Regions from separate parts of the Mus musculus genome. Here regions 1 and 2 are each linked to region 3. A link is a contact called in public ChIA-PET and promoter capture Hi-C data. All regions are on one chromosome and are shown on one strand. Each heading gives the region's core, a stretch centred on a gene start, on an enhancer-like site or on the middle of the called end of the contact. The rest is flanking DNA. Distances are from core to core; before and after follow the strand shown.

The links. Promoter capture Hi-C pulls out the DNA fragments that hold promoters and counts their contacts. ChIA-PET counts read pairs in DNA pulled down with a chosen protein or histone mark.
Region 1: a contact with region 3 is called in an RNA polymerase II ChIA-PET map of memory CD8 T cells, with 30 read pairs. The contact joins the promoter of Dusp2 here to the promoter of Usp8 in region 3. A contact is called at or near these places in 4 of 39 promoter capture datasets (the C10 cell line, liver, pre-B cells and 1 more) and 2 of 115 datasets of contacts at active chromatin or transcription factors (effector CD8 T cells and memory CD8 T cells).
Region 2: a promoter capture Hi-C map of erythroid cells shows a contact between it and region 3, with 7 times the contacts expected there. The contact joins the promoter of Stard7 here to the promoter of Usp8 in region 3. A contact is called at or near these places in 1 of 39 promoter capture datasets (erythroid cells) and 1 of 115 datasets of contacts at active chromatin or transcription factors (astrocytes).

Annotation. Positions count from the first base shown.
Region 1 is chr2:127,333,591-127,338,094 of GRCm38.p6, forward strand. Dusp2 (dual specificity phosphatase 2) reads left to right here and starts at 2,569. Exons shown (of 4, transcript NM_010090.2): 1 at 2,569-3,047; 2 at 3,187-3,308; 3 at 3,659-3,878; 4 at 3,991-4,504. The coding sequence starts at 2,648. The coding sequence ends at 4,205. It overlaps Gm46762 (a long non-coding RNA gene), which reads right to left and starts at 1,961. Exons shown (of 3, transcript XR_003953899.1): 1 at 332-1,961.
Region 2 is chr2:127,267,268-127,272,107 of GRCm38.p6, forward strand. Stard7 (START domain containing 7) reads left to right here and starts at 2,962. Exons shown (of 8, transcript NM_139308.2): 1 at 2,962-3,613. The coding sequence starts at 3,315.
Region 3 is chr2:126,704,932-126,709,641 of GRCm38.p6, forward strand. It overlaps Usp8 (ubiquitin specific peptidase 8), which reads left to right and starts at 2,397. Exons shown (of 19, transcript NM_019729.3): 1 at 2,397-2,556. It also overlaps the pseudogene Gm10774.

The sequences.
Region 1 (4,504 bases), core at 1,319-3,818, 630 kb after region 3:
GGCCTTGGACTGGGGAGGAAGGGAAAGAGGGTCAGGGTAGAGCCTGGAGCATCTGACTGTGGAAGGGAAATCCATGGGGCAAGCAGACTGAGCAGACAAACCAGAATCCCAAAGGCAGAAGGCCAGTGACGTCTAAGCAGCCATCCAAATAAATGGTTACAGAAAAGAACAACACAGGGAATCATCACTTCTTCCAAATGAGTCCCACACGGTCTTAATTAAAGAAAGAAAAATAAATAAAACCTGAGCCTCAAACTCACTTGTTAGGTCTGTTCTGTAACAGCCAGGCCATGAACAACCTTAAACAGAAACCAACCGTGTGGTCACTTACTGTCTAGTGAAGAGGCACTTGGCAGCCTGTGCCAGCAGCCATCCTGGCTGGGGCCCCATCTCATGTTATCCCCAGCCGATGTCCAGAGTCCTATCTCCTCTTGGCAGGCTTCCAGCGAATGGTTCTGGACAAACAGGGTCCTGAGGAGGTAGCAAGGGGTGGCAGACAACCTACAGATGACTCATTGGTGGCGGCATTGGGGGGTGGGGATCTTCAGTCAGAACAGGAGCTGGGGAGGGATGTGGGCTCTTCTACCCCAGCCTTGGACTTTCATCAGGTGTTGAAGGTGGGGGTTTCCCCCTGATTTGGGACTCCAGCAGAAGATGAAGGCAAGCTCCTCTTTTATGGTTCAGTTTGGCTTCTTTGAGTTCATCTGTGTTTGTCAGAGCTGAAAAGGGTACCACGCCAAGGACAGTGGCTTTGGGGTGTATGTGTGACAGATCCGCATTGGCTCATATGCAAAGACTGAGGCACCCAGCAGACTCTGAGGGACACACTCTCACCCTGCCAGGGGGCCCAGCAGCTCAGTTCAGCACTGGAGTCAGGGGCTGGAGTTTCCCACAAAGCTAAGTTGATTTCACTCCTGCTGCAGGGACCTCAGCTAGCAGGGCCTCCCCTCTTCTCCACAGCTGGAAGGCTGTGGCTCCAGGCATGGCAGGTGACTCTGTTCAGCAAGACTAGACATGATGGTCCCCCTCCATGCTCTGTAATTTGTCCCTGGAATCAGCCATTAAGTCATCTGTGAGGCTGATGCCAAGGATAAGAGCCCCCTATCAGCTTCAGGGATCTATGGTCCAGACTCCCTGGCTGGGCTGCCAGTTGTGCTGTATCAGCCTCCAGACAGGCTTGGTGGGAAGGGACCCAGGCTGTGGCCCTGGAACCAACTTGCATGACCGTGCCACTGAGACACAAGTCCATGACTCCTGGTCCAGGAGTCCTCGTAGCTCTCCCTGGCATTCTGTATCCCCCACAAGCCCCAAGTTCCCCAAATCAAGAGGAAAGGCATAATATTTTGCTCGAGCACCTATATACCTACCATACCTTATGTTAGGGGTCCCCACAGGTTCTAGCCACAGGCCTCCAAGAAACAAAGGATCTGCAGGGATGCTGGAAGGGTCTTAGTAAAGGCAGAGGATTGGCTCAGGGCAATAAAGATTTGGGAGGCTGGGTTCTGAACACTGTCCCCACCCGCCTGCTTCAGTTCAGCCACCTACCAACTTTCTCGCCCCCAACGCAGGAGTGTCCCGGGGGGCCCACGTGCAGCTGGGCCTCACCACATCCGGGAGGGGGGGGCGGGCAGGCACTTGAGTGGGGGAGCACAGAATGGCTGTGAGTTACCCAGTTTTTCATTCTTACAGTTTGGTGTGGGACCAGGGCCTGTCCCAGAGGGGTTTGTAGCTCCTAAGGGGTCGGAAGGGAACAGGTTCTGTGAATAGTCCTTCTTCCCCTGAAATTCCCGCCAGGCCTGGCTATGCCCTGGGAGAGCCCAGCATCGTCAACAGAGTTCCTCTTTAGCCCTGGCCTGTGGCATGGGAACTACTTCTTTTTAGGCTCTTGGGGGTTTCCCTGGGCCCCTGGGGAAAGAAACTGTCCCAGTCATAAGAGGAAACTCGTCACAGGCCCCTGCGCCCCTTCCCCATTAAAGCCCCTCCCACCCCACCCCACCCCCGCCCCTGCCCCAGGGCTTTGGCTTTCCAGGACTCCTCCACCTGGGCCTGGGCCTGACATGGGAGAATAGGACAATTTCCTGACGGTTGGTGTCTTTCCTAATAGTGTATCATTATGGGTAGCAACAGGTAATTTGTCCATTTTTGCTATCGAAATTCCTAGAATGAAAACCCTGGGAGAAAATGGGAAAAGTGAGGAAGCTGAAGACCTGAGTAACTCAAAGGCTCGGTGCAGCTGAGAGCTGAGTTCCTAAGCACTTAGTGGCTTGAAGCCTGGCAAAGAGTGGGGAGCACTGGGGCATATACACTGGAGAGACGTGGGTGGGGCCTCTAGACTCCAGGCCGACACTTGTCACGGTCTGGTTCCCAGTTTCTTCCCCCGCGTGTCCCTCCCCCTGATGCCCCGCCCCACCCACCCCCTGTCCGCTCAGGGAGCCCCGGGGGCGGCCCAGCCAGAGTCCCACGTGAAGCCGCGGGGGCGGGCACCGGCGCCTTCCTGCTCTACCCTTGTATGGTGACCCGAGGGGCCAGCCCTCGAGTATTTAAGCCCGGGCTCGACGAAGAGCCCCCAGAACCGTCAGCTCCCGCCACACAGACACCGCGCCGCCGGAGCCGAGGGAGAGGACATCCGGAAGCAGGAGGCTTTGCGATGCCGATCGCCATGGGGCTGGAGACGGCGTGCGAGCTAGAGTGCGCGGCGCTGGGCGCGCTGCTGCGGGAGCCGCGGGAGGCCGAGCGCACGCTGCTGCTCGACTGCCGCCCGTTCCTGGCCTTCTGCCGGAGCCACGTGCGCGCCGCGCGACCGGTGCCCTGGAACGCGCTGCTGCGGCGGCGTGCGCGCGGCACCCCCGCCGCTGCCCTCGCCTGTCTGTTGCCCGACCGCGCACTCCGGGCGCGCCTGGGCCGCGGGGAGCTGGCCCGTGCCGTGGTGCTGGATGAAAGCAGCGCGTCTGTGGCCGAGCTCCCGCCGGACGGCCCCGCTCACCTGCTGCTAGCCGCACTGCAGCACGAGATGCGCGGGGGACCCACGACCGTGTGCTTCTTGCGAGGTGAGCCCGCGCCCCGCGCCCTGCGCCCTTCGCCCCTTCTCCCATGTTCCGCGCCCCGCGCTCTTAGCCCCTTGTCCCACGTTCCGTGCCCCGTTCCCGACCTCTTGGCTAATCATACCCTTTCTTGTCTTTCCCACAGGCGGTTTCAAAAGCTTCCAGACGTACTGTCCGGATCTGTGCTCTGAAGCTCCTGCCCAGGCCCTGCCTCCTGCTGGGGCCGAAAATAGCAACTCTGACCCGAGGGTTCCGATCTATGACCAGGTGAGTTGATATTCGAATTTGTTGTCTTCATTGTGCATTCTAGAGGGATGCCTCTGGAGAACGCCAGTGGGGAAAGACAGGGGTGTGTTCCAATATACATTCCCAGATGTGGAGAGTGTTTGTGTGACCTGCAAATGGTGTGAACGTGTATATATCCTCATACAGACTTTAAGGCATATGTGGCACAAAGTGTCTGAACATATGTCCCCTTGTGGCCTCAAGACTTTTAATTCTGTCCTTGGTCAGAAGGCCTAGAGCTTCTCTTGTTTCTAGCCAATCCAAGATGTCTGGATCAAGCCCTCCAGCACAAGGCTGAGTGAGGTCTCACCACCGTCCCCTTCCTCCTCCAGGGTGGTCCTGTGGAAATCTTGCCCTACCTGTACTTGGGCAGCTGCAACCACTCCTCAGATCTTCAGGGCCTGCAGGCCTGCGGCATCACAGCAGTTCTCAATGTCTCTGCCAGCTGCCCCAACCACTTTGAGGGTCTTTTCCATTACAAGAGCATTCCAGTAGAAGATAACCAGATGGTGGAGATAAGTGCCTGGTTCCAGGAGGCTATCAGCTTCATAGGTAGGGGAGCCTCAGCCCAGGGTTCTGTGGGAACTGTAGGGGAGAAGGTACAGGCACCTGATTCCTCTGTCCACCTTCCTGTCTGACTCTCGGCTCCACATTTCTTTTTCAGACTCGGTGAAGAATAGTGGGGGCCGGGTGCTGGTGCACTGCCAAGCTGGCATCTCTCGCTCAGCCACCATCTGCCTGGCATACCTGATTCAGAGCCACCGGGTACGGCTGGACGAGGCCTTTGACTTTGTTAAGCAACGTCGGGGAGTCATCTCCCCCAACTTCAGTTTCATGGGGCAGCTGCTACAGCTGGAGACCCAGGTGCTGTGTCACTGAGGCAAAGCCCAGCCTGGCCCCACCCACAGCTCTGGCTTTGACTGACTCCTGGGGGAAGCTGCTGTGGCCCAGCTCCTCCCTCCTCATCTTGCCGTCCCACTGGGGTGCTAGGAAATCCAGGATGACGGCTGCTCTGATATGGTGCTCTTCTGAGGTGGCATAAGGGCTGGCCCTTATTTGCTCTCCCTCCTTCGACTTGCAGAAATTAATTTAATTAATTAATTTACTATATTAAAGCCCTTGGTCACCCAAGGGCTCAGAAAACAAGCTGTGACAAGCAGAAACCATGTCTAGGGGTG
Region 2 (4,840 bases), core at 1,712-4,211, 560 kb after region 3:
TCTGGAAGACCAGCAAGCATTCTTTTTTTTTGGGAGGGGGGAGTGTTTGTTTCTGTTTTTTGGTTTTTTCAAGACAGGGTTTCTCTGTATAGTCCTGGCTGTCCTGGAACTCACGCTGTAGACCAGGCTGGCCTTGAACTCAGAAATCCGCCTGCCTCTGCCTCCCACGTGCTGGGATTAAAGGTGTGCGCCACCATCACCTGGCAAATTATCCAGTCTTAATGAAGCCCTCGATGCTATGTTCTAGAGGTAAATACACTCATGATTTGCTAGTTGCAGTTTCTGTGTTCTGACCTCAACTGTAAAAATCTTGACTCCTCATAACACTCTATTTTCCTAGAAAACATCAAAGCTGATGATGTGGGAGGTTTTCAGAGAAGACAACTATGTCCTTCCAGAAGACAATTCCTACATCCTGCTTTATAAGGCAGATAGCATCCCCAAACCATTCACAGGTTTGGGGTTGGCACAGACCTCACTGGCTCGGGAAGCAGTTAGCAGTGAAGTACAACCCTCTCATTGCTCAAGAGGCCGGTACTATTTCCTATTGCTTACACATTTCTCTCAAGAAGAAATAAACACATTATCAATCTCTACTCTAAATTCTGCCTGGATGGAGCAGGAGAAGCCTAAATTTCAGTCACCAGAAATTATCCTTCCCTTTGAACCTTTGGAGAAAAATTTGTTTTAGTACAAATATCTAAGATGGCACACAATAGTGAGGGTATCCGTAAAATTCTAAATCCTCTGTAAGGAAGTTTCTTGCTGACAGGCAGGGAGAGACTGCTGCCTCCCACTGGCAGCAGAGTAGACTAGAAAGGTCCTTCTAGGCAGCTTAGAGAGTAGACTTTGTTCACTGTCCCATTCAATTCTCAGCTTCTAGGCGGTGCTCTCCAAACGCTTTGCTTTGCATCTTTTGCAGCAGGGTCTCCCTGTATCCCAGAATGGCCGAGGACAGGAAGCAGTCCTCCTGAGTGCTGGGGTTGGTTACAGGCAGGAGCCACCACACCAGACCTCTCTGATATTTTAAAGCTCGTTCTGTGTGAAAAGGCATGAGTGGGCACTGCAGGAATGTGCCCAGCTCCAGATGGAATGGCAAGTCTCTCCAGTATAATTATGCACAAGTCCCCCTCCCCAGCCCCAGTTTCCTTGTTTGAAGAAACTGCTTTGGGAGCTGTCTGCAGGTTCTCCTTGTTAGAAACGCTTAGGGTCAAAAAGAAAAAGACTGCCACTCCAATTGAAGTGTCTAGACAAGGCAACCTAGGAAGTGCACTTGGTTTTTCTTCTAACTCAGATGGTAGCTGTGTCTTTTCCCATCGGCTGAGGGCCAAGCTCACGATCTTGCTTTGTACACCAGACTGTCCTCATACTCACAGAGAGCCAATCTGCCTTTGCCTCTGGAGTGCTGGTTAGGTTTGTGCCACCATGCCCTGCTAAGATTCTTAAGTTAAAAAAAAAAAAAAGAAAGAAAGAATTTACTGTAAAGCTTCTTGTGTTAATAGCAAACATGGGAAGAGTAAGACCACTGACCCAAATCAGCATGGTTAAATTAATTCATGTATGAGGGCTGCCTCCCTCTAAGGTGGGGTTCCAGAGATCAGCCTTGGATGTGAGGAAGACAAGGCTTTTATAGGTCAGTGGTAGGGAGTTTCCAAACGGGGGATTTGGTGGGTAAAATGGGCCGGGTCACAGAGGCACACTGTAAGCATAACAAGTTAGTTTTACAAGGGTCCCTAAAACAAAGGCACGGTTGCAAGGTAGGCCTAACAAGGTAGTCATAGGTGGTTGTATAGCCTTTTGAAATAGAGGTAGGGTTGCAAGATGGTTATACACAACTTTTAAAAAACAAAGAAATGACTACGATTCTAGGAAGAGACAGTACAGAACTATTTGTGGTTAAGGTTATAGGTGGGGCATAGCTCAATCCTTGAGAAACAGGTTTAATCATAAAAAGGAGTGAACTGGCTTGTCTTTACTATCTGTAAGATGACTTTTAAGACTAAAATGGAGGCAGACTGATTCTTCACTTAAGGGGCAGCTATTATTTCCATCTTATAACTGGACAGAGAATTTTTATTTATTTATTTATTTATTTATTTGAGACACACTGTTGCTCAGGCTGGCAATTTTATTTATTTATTTATTTATTTATTTATTTATTTATTTGAGACACACTGTTGCTCAGGCTGGCAATTTTATTTATTTATTTATTTATTTATTTATTTGAGACACACTGTTGCTCAGGCTGGCAATGCTCCTGCCTCAGCCTCTGGAGTGCTGGGATTACAGACATGAGCCACCAGGCCCTGGCTTAGAATACTGATGTATCCTGAGACTCCATGTAGTAACCATTAGGTTACATACACGTGGCCAGACAGGTTTTGGGAAACCTGGTTACTCTCCTACCTTGTTGCCTCCTCCGAGTCAGAGACTGCTCAGGCCTAACGCATTTTCAGAGAGCAACGGGTCACCCGCCCTCGAGTTCTCTGCAAGGTGTTCTTCGGCCCTAAGGATGGACCACCCGTACTCTCTCGGAGCCGGAACCCAGAACCGCGTCCCTGCCGCAGATACTTAGGAGGGCTCGGGGAATCAGGGCAAGGGGGACCAAGGAAGCTGCCCCTGGGCTGTGATAGGTGCGGGGTCACGTAGGGCGTGCACCGCCCCTCCCGGGACTGTAGAGAACAGGGAAACAGGCCGGGCCTCTCAGGACAACGGAACGCCACCGCACCTGACCGTGCCTCTCCTCCGGACCGGGTGAGACGTCCCTAAATGGCTGCACCGCCGGGTCCGAGGGTCACTCTCCAGGCGCCCTTGACAGGCCCTCCCGCCACGCCACCTAGCTTGCTACCAGGCAGCCCGGAGCAAGGGCGGAGGAGCACTTTGGCTTAGCCAATGAGCGCCCAGGGTTCTGAGATGCGCCCAATCAGAGTGCGGGCAGGACAAACAGGTTAGGTTGCGCGCACTCGGCGCGAGAGGCGGACACAGGCGCACGGGACCGCTTCTGCTGTGGCCTGGGACGGCCACCGCTTTGCTTCCCGCGCCCTGGCCGCGGGGGCCCCGCGAGTTCCCGCCGTACACACAGACGGGCGGGCTGTCGGGACCGAGAGGGCCTCGTGCAACGGCGCTCTCCTCGGAAGCCACGCTACCTCAGCCGCTTCTGCAAAAAGGCATGAGGGACGGCTCCTGGCTTCTGGAGCGTGAGGTGGCCTCGGGGTCAACCCGTTAAGGGGACTGCGCGGACGGCCCGGCCTGCCTTCCCCCAGCCCTTCCTCTCCGGGGCCCCGCGGCAGGCGCGGGAATCCACAGAGGCCGACATGTTCCCGAGGAGGCCACCGGCCACCCTGGCCGCCTGGCTGGCGGGCGCGCGGGGCGGGGGCCTGCTGTCCGCGCTGGCCAATCAGTGCCGCTTCGTGACGGGCCTGCGCGTGCGGCGAGCGCAGCAGATCGCGCAGCTCTACGGCCGCCTGTATTCCGAGAGCTCGCGCTGCGCCCTGCTCGGACGCTTCTGGCGCCGGCTGCGAGGCCGCCCCGGCCATGCCTCTGTTTTGATGGCGGCGCTCTCCGGTGTTTTCGTATGGGACGAGGAGAGAATCCAGGAGGAGGAGTTGCAGAGGTGAGCCTCTTGGCTGCAGTTGGCGTCCCTGTTCCGTAGAGAAGGGTGGGCCTGGGCGGGAGGTTGGTGGGCACCTTGGGGCTTGAGCTGTTGACAGTGCCCAGTTTGCCCAGTGGTCTTTTGAGTACGATGCAATAGATTGAACCCATTTTAGCACCCCGTGTTACTGCCCCCATGCCTGTTAAATCCACTTGTCAGGTTAAAAATAACCACAAGAGAGACGACTTCGAATGGGTAGTATGACACTAAAGAAAATACTCCAAAACCAAATTAGATATCTGAGGTATACAGGTGATTTTTCGGGTAATCAGTGTACCCAGAAAAGTGCAAATTCAAAATAGGGCTTAAAATAAGCCCAAGGGTGTGTGTGTGTGTGTGTGTGTGTGTGTGTGTGTGTGTGTGTGATGTAGCATGCCATTTATAAAATGACTGCGATCCAGATGGAACTCGGGCTTTGCGCGGACAGCCCACTGTCATTGTGACTTGTGTCTTGGCACATTCAAGAAGCTGGGAGGGATTTTGTCTGTTTGCACAAAGCAATGGCCTGGATATTCTAACCAGTAAGAGTTAGGTTAGGTTTTTTTTGTTTGTTTGTTTTGTTTTTACTGTTTTAGAACTCTTCGAATACTGTACCATTATGTTTTGTCTGTGGAAAAGCCCATTGGCATTGATTTATTTTTGTTAACCTGTAGTTCTGAGACTTTATAACTTTTAGATAGATAATCTTTAAAGGAAAGTGCTTTTACATTACATTTCTATATTCCTTTTAAACAGTCTCAAATTGTGCTCCTTACCCCTCCACCTAACACCCTCCATTCTAAACCGTAGTTTCAGTAACCAACACCAGCTTCTTCTAGATATTTCTTAAGGAGAGAACCTGTTTTACTTTTTTTTGTTTTTGATCTTAACGTTACAAATGAGAGCAGAGCTGAGCATGGTGGCTCATACCTTAAACCTACCTACCTCATACCTTTGGGAAGTAGAAGGAGGCAGAGTTCAAGGCCAGCCCGGTCTACAAAGAGAGTTTCAGGACTACACAGAGAAATCCTGTATTGAAAAACAAACAACGCCTGGCAGTGGTACCAAAAACAAACAAACAAACAAACAAACAAAAAACAACAAAAAAAGTCTTCTTTTTTTTCTGCGGCCATACTACCCTCAACACCCTCGACCTTGTTAAAAGCCATTTTTCTTTCTTTTTTTTTTTTTAAAGTTTTATTTATTATT
Region 3 (4,710 bases), core at 1,147-3,646:
TATTTTGGAAATAGAACTCCAAGTCCAAATGTAAAGTCTGTATGCTACTCATATACAAACAGATGACTTTATACACTGCTCTTGTCATGCCTATTTGATTGCAACGCCATCACATGGGTCTGGAGATTTTCACTTATGGGTTCACGTTCAACTTCTTGCAATTCCTCCAGCACACCCACTCTTTCCTGCTTCACAGTTTAGACAGCTTTGTCCTGTACATACCCATGTCCTACAATACAATTGAAGGAGCATATTTTCATCCAGTTGTCCCTCCTCGTTAAGATTTCTCATTCCATAAGTATTGAAAAGCTCAAATCTCACCCCAGGATGTTTATTAGTAATCTGGAGATATCTTCAGTCTTTCTGCTTTTACTGCATGGCTCAAATTGGGGATTATCTTGCCATTTCTTGTACCTTATGTTTGGTACCCGTTGACCCACACATCTACTTCTTCCTCCATTTACACAGAAACTCATGCAAATGATTTGTGATTTCTAGCAAAATCAGCAGCTGAGATGTTAGTGAAGGAGGAAGAATTCTGTTTGCTAGGAGTGGGACGAGATAGAACCAGAATTACATCAATGCAAATAAAATAACTATAGGTATGGGTTGGAGAGATGGCTCAAGAGCTAAGAGCTCTTGCTGCTCTTCAAGGGGACAAAGGTTCAGCTCCCAGCACCCATGTTGGGTGGTTCACAACTAACATGGCCTCAGAAGGCATCACATGCATAAATACATAAAATTGTTTAAAAAACTGTAGGTGAATATTAAAAAGCAGTATTTGTTAAAAGCGTTTCTGGGACCTCATCTTCAGAGATTAAAAAAAAATATTGTTCTCTGGGAGGGGAAGCACATGGAGATCAAAAGACAACTCGTGTGTGTGTGTGTGTGTGTGTGTGTATACAACTCACGTGTGTGTGAGTATGTGTGTGTGTGGACAACTCACGTGTGTGAGTGAGTGTGCATGAGTGTGTGTGTGTGTGTGTGTGGACAACTCACATGTGTGTATACAACTCATGTGTGTGCGTGAGTGTGTGTGTGTGTGTGTGTTTTCCAGGAATCAAACTCAGATTGCCAAGTTTACCTGGTAAGGACTTCACGCATCTTGTTGGGCTCAGAGAAAATTTTCACTGATACACTCCAATGATGTCTCTCTTCCTTTCAGTCCTACCTCCTTCCAATTGTCAGAGCACCCCAAAATGTTCTCCATGTGTTTTATACTTATTCTCACATTCAGCTCTAAGTTTTTCTTTCCTTACTCAATTCCACAAAGCTGAGCAGAGAAAAAACATTTTCCTAAAATAATCCATCCTCAAAAAAACAATTTCTTCCTTAATTATGAGGGGGAAAAAAAAAACATTTGAGGCTTTTATCCAGTAGTTCCCAGCATTGCACGGTATCAAATCACACCAGTCTTTACTTGTCTAGGGAGAACAAATAGTATATAATTTAGTGTTGATTTTTTAAAGGAGAAATGCAAGATTTTGTTTGTTTGGTTGGTTTGGTTTTTCGAGACAGGGTTTCTCTGTGTAGCCCTGGCTGTCCTGGAACTCACTCTGTAGACCAGGCTGGCCTCGAACTCAGAAATCCGTCTGTCTCTGCCTCCCAAGTGCTGGGACTAAAGGCGTGTGCCACCACCGCCCAGCACAAGAATACCTTTGCATGTAGCTAATTGTAATGGAAACGAAACTAAGGTTTATTTTAAAGGTTGGTAGACTGGATGCTTACTACTCTTTAACGTTTAATGGCAGCCTATCTGCTAAGTATTTTCATTTTATATACTTAGTAGAGCTGTGCTTTTAGATTTGACATGCATTAAAAAGTTGGACTGTCCCAACGGATTTAGTGACCAGGGAAAACAACTCCACTCTTAAGCAATTTTTATGTCCACGAGTAGCCCATCTTTTCTCCACAAGACAACTCTCCAAAGAGTTCAAACCCCAGCTTTGTAAGACTGGTCCTTTTGGAAATGTTGACGGTGTTTGTGCAATGTGTTTTCCAAACACGTCTGTTCTTTAACCAGAGGCTTGGCTTTGGAGAATGTTTATTCCCAAGTTTTAGAAGGTATCAATCCTCTCCCCGTATTTTCCCCCTAATGTCCGATCTGACGGGAAAAATGCACTATTGAGAGGCGCCAAAATATCCTCGATTCCTCCGTGGACAGCTCCAAGTCACAATGTGACACAATCTGAACTGACTTCCACCCGGAAAAGAGACGCGCGAGGACACCGGAAGCGCAGCACGCGCGCTTCCGTCCCGCACCAGCTCAAACTGTCCTTCCGACGCATGCTCAGGCCGGTTCGGCGCTCACCCTTCCGGAGAGGGCCGCCCTGATGTCCCTCCCTACGGGACAGAAAGGCGGAGTTACAGGGTTCACTGGAAGCTCCGCCCTCGCCGTGACGTTTCGAGACGCGACCCGTCGCCACGCAATGCGAATCGGGAAGAGGGGATGAGCTGCGCTGCCGTGCGTCTGAGAGCGAAGGCTCGTTCTCCTTCTGGTGGTGGGCGATGGGCGTCAGGCGAGGAGGCCGGTGTTAGCGGAGCGCGGGCGCTGCGGTGAGTGCGGCCTGGCTCCGGCCCCGGTTCCTGGGGAAGGCGTCCTCCAGCTGCTGGTCATCCGGGAGACGAGCCCTGTCCGCGGAGGGGTGGGACAACCCCAGACAACTGGCTGGTCCAGGGAGGGCCCGACTCTTGGTCGCTCCCGTCCCCCTCCTACGGTGCCCAGCGAGTTTGATGTAGTTTGCCGGTCTCAGAGGGTGGCCTTGACCAGTTCTCCTTTCTGTTGGACACTAGACCCAACTTTGGACTCCTTCCTTTTGCTTCCTTTTTTCTCATTTTGTGCTACCTACAACCCCAGGCCTTAATACGACCATTTGTCATGTTTTCCCTATTCCCCTTTACCCGGGTCACGCATGTTTTCAGTGAAGTACAAAAATTGAGTTAAGTAAACTCACCACACTTAAAACTTCTTCAAAGAGGGCATTTTCTTTTCTTAAAAATGTTTCTTCGTTTGTAGACTTGTGGCACTGACAAGTTCCCTTCACATCTGATGTACCGAGAGAGTTGTCAACCCCAAATCACAATGATATTCCTTTACCCACAAAGCTGCAGACCCTGTTCCTATGTTTTGTTCTTGCTTTCTGCCTATGACCTTGAGTCAGTCATTCAAGAAATATTTACGTGACTCACAGAGGTGTTGCAGAATCTAAGGAGTTTCATATTTATTAAAAAGCTCTAGGGTTTCGGATCAAAACGATGCCTAGCTAAAGGGTGTAATTCTTGGTTGTTCCCCGCCACCACCCACAAGGTCTTACTATGTAAACAGGACTTGTCTCAAACTCACTGAAACCTTCCTCCCTTGGCTCCAGAGATGGATAAAACTGCATCAAGCACCACTCCTGGCAAGGGTATTCTTTTTAAATCTTAGAGTATTCTTAGTTGTGTATATTATCCTACTTCATTAAAAATTCCATGTGTTATTTTTTGGTTTTGGTGGCTTTATTCTCTTTCTTTTTTTCTTACTTTCTTTCTTTTTTTTCTCGAGACAGTTTGTCTGTGCAGCCATAGCTATTATGGAACTCACTCTAAACCACGATTGCCCTTGATCTCAAAGTTCTGCCTGCCTTTGCCTCCCGAGTGCTGCCCACCACTGCCAGGCTCGGTGTATTGTTGGTGGTGGTAGTTTTTGGTTTTTGTTTCTGTTTTAAAGATATCTGCTTTTTTTTTAGTATTTCACTCTTTCTGTTTAAGACTCCCTGGTGAAAGTCAATCATGTTGGATTTAGGTAGTTTCTCATCTATAGAGCACTGGCCTAATTAAGGTGCTGTTGGCTGTATGTATGCTTATTTAAGAATATGAATTAGTATATAACTTAATTATGCCACTGTATCACTGTTGATCCTAAAATGTATATTCCTGCTCTTTTGCCCAGATATTGGGCATTGCACGGATCTTGCAGTAGTAATGTAAGCCTGTGAGGAATGAATAATGAATAGCTTGTGACTTGTAGTTTTTGAGATAACAATGGATAAGATAAACTAACAAAAATATTTAAGGTTTTCTTTTTATTCTTTAACTTGTTGATTTATTTACTTGAGCCTTATTAATCATCCTGATCTTTTGTTGATAAGAATGGAACCGAATCCAGATGGCTTTGTAAACCAGTTGTAATGTAAAGCCAACACATCAAATTTTATTCATTATATACTTAGCATCCTGATTTTCTTTCTTTTTTTTTTTTTTTTTTTTTTTTTTTTGGTGGTTCTGCAAACATCTTTACTAAACAGTTCCTTCCAGGGTAACAGGACTTAGCCACAGGGCCACAGCCAGGCAATACACCAACATCCCCAATAGCTCAGTTTGAACATAGCACGACAGGCTGCCCGTGGCCAGCAGGAGACAGAGGAGGGCAGGCTCCAGCGGTCACTTCTCTAGGGGTGCATAGTTCAGCAGCTTCTCAATCAGGTCCACGTGTGCTAGCAGCATGCGGCGGCAGCAGTAGCGCTTTAGGCCCAGAGCGTCCAGGGCATCCCCCTCCGTGTACTTGGCCTGCAGCAGACCCAGGTAGGCTTCCCATTTGTTGCCGACGATCTTCCCGCAGGTGAAGCAGCGCACCGGGATGATCATGGCGGCGTCTGACATCCTGATTTTCTAAAGGGAAGATTTATTTTGCCCCACAGTTTCGGAGACTTCTGCCCAAGCTTAATTGGC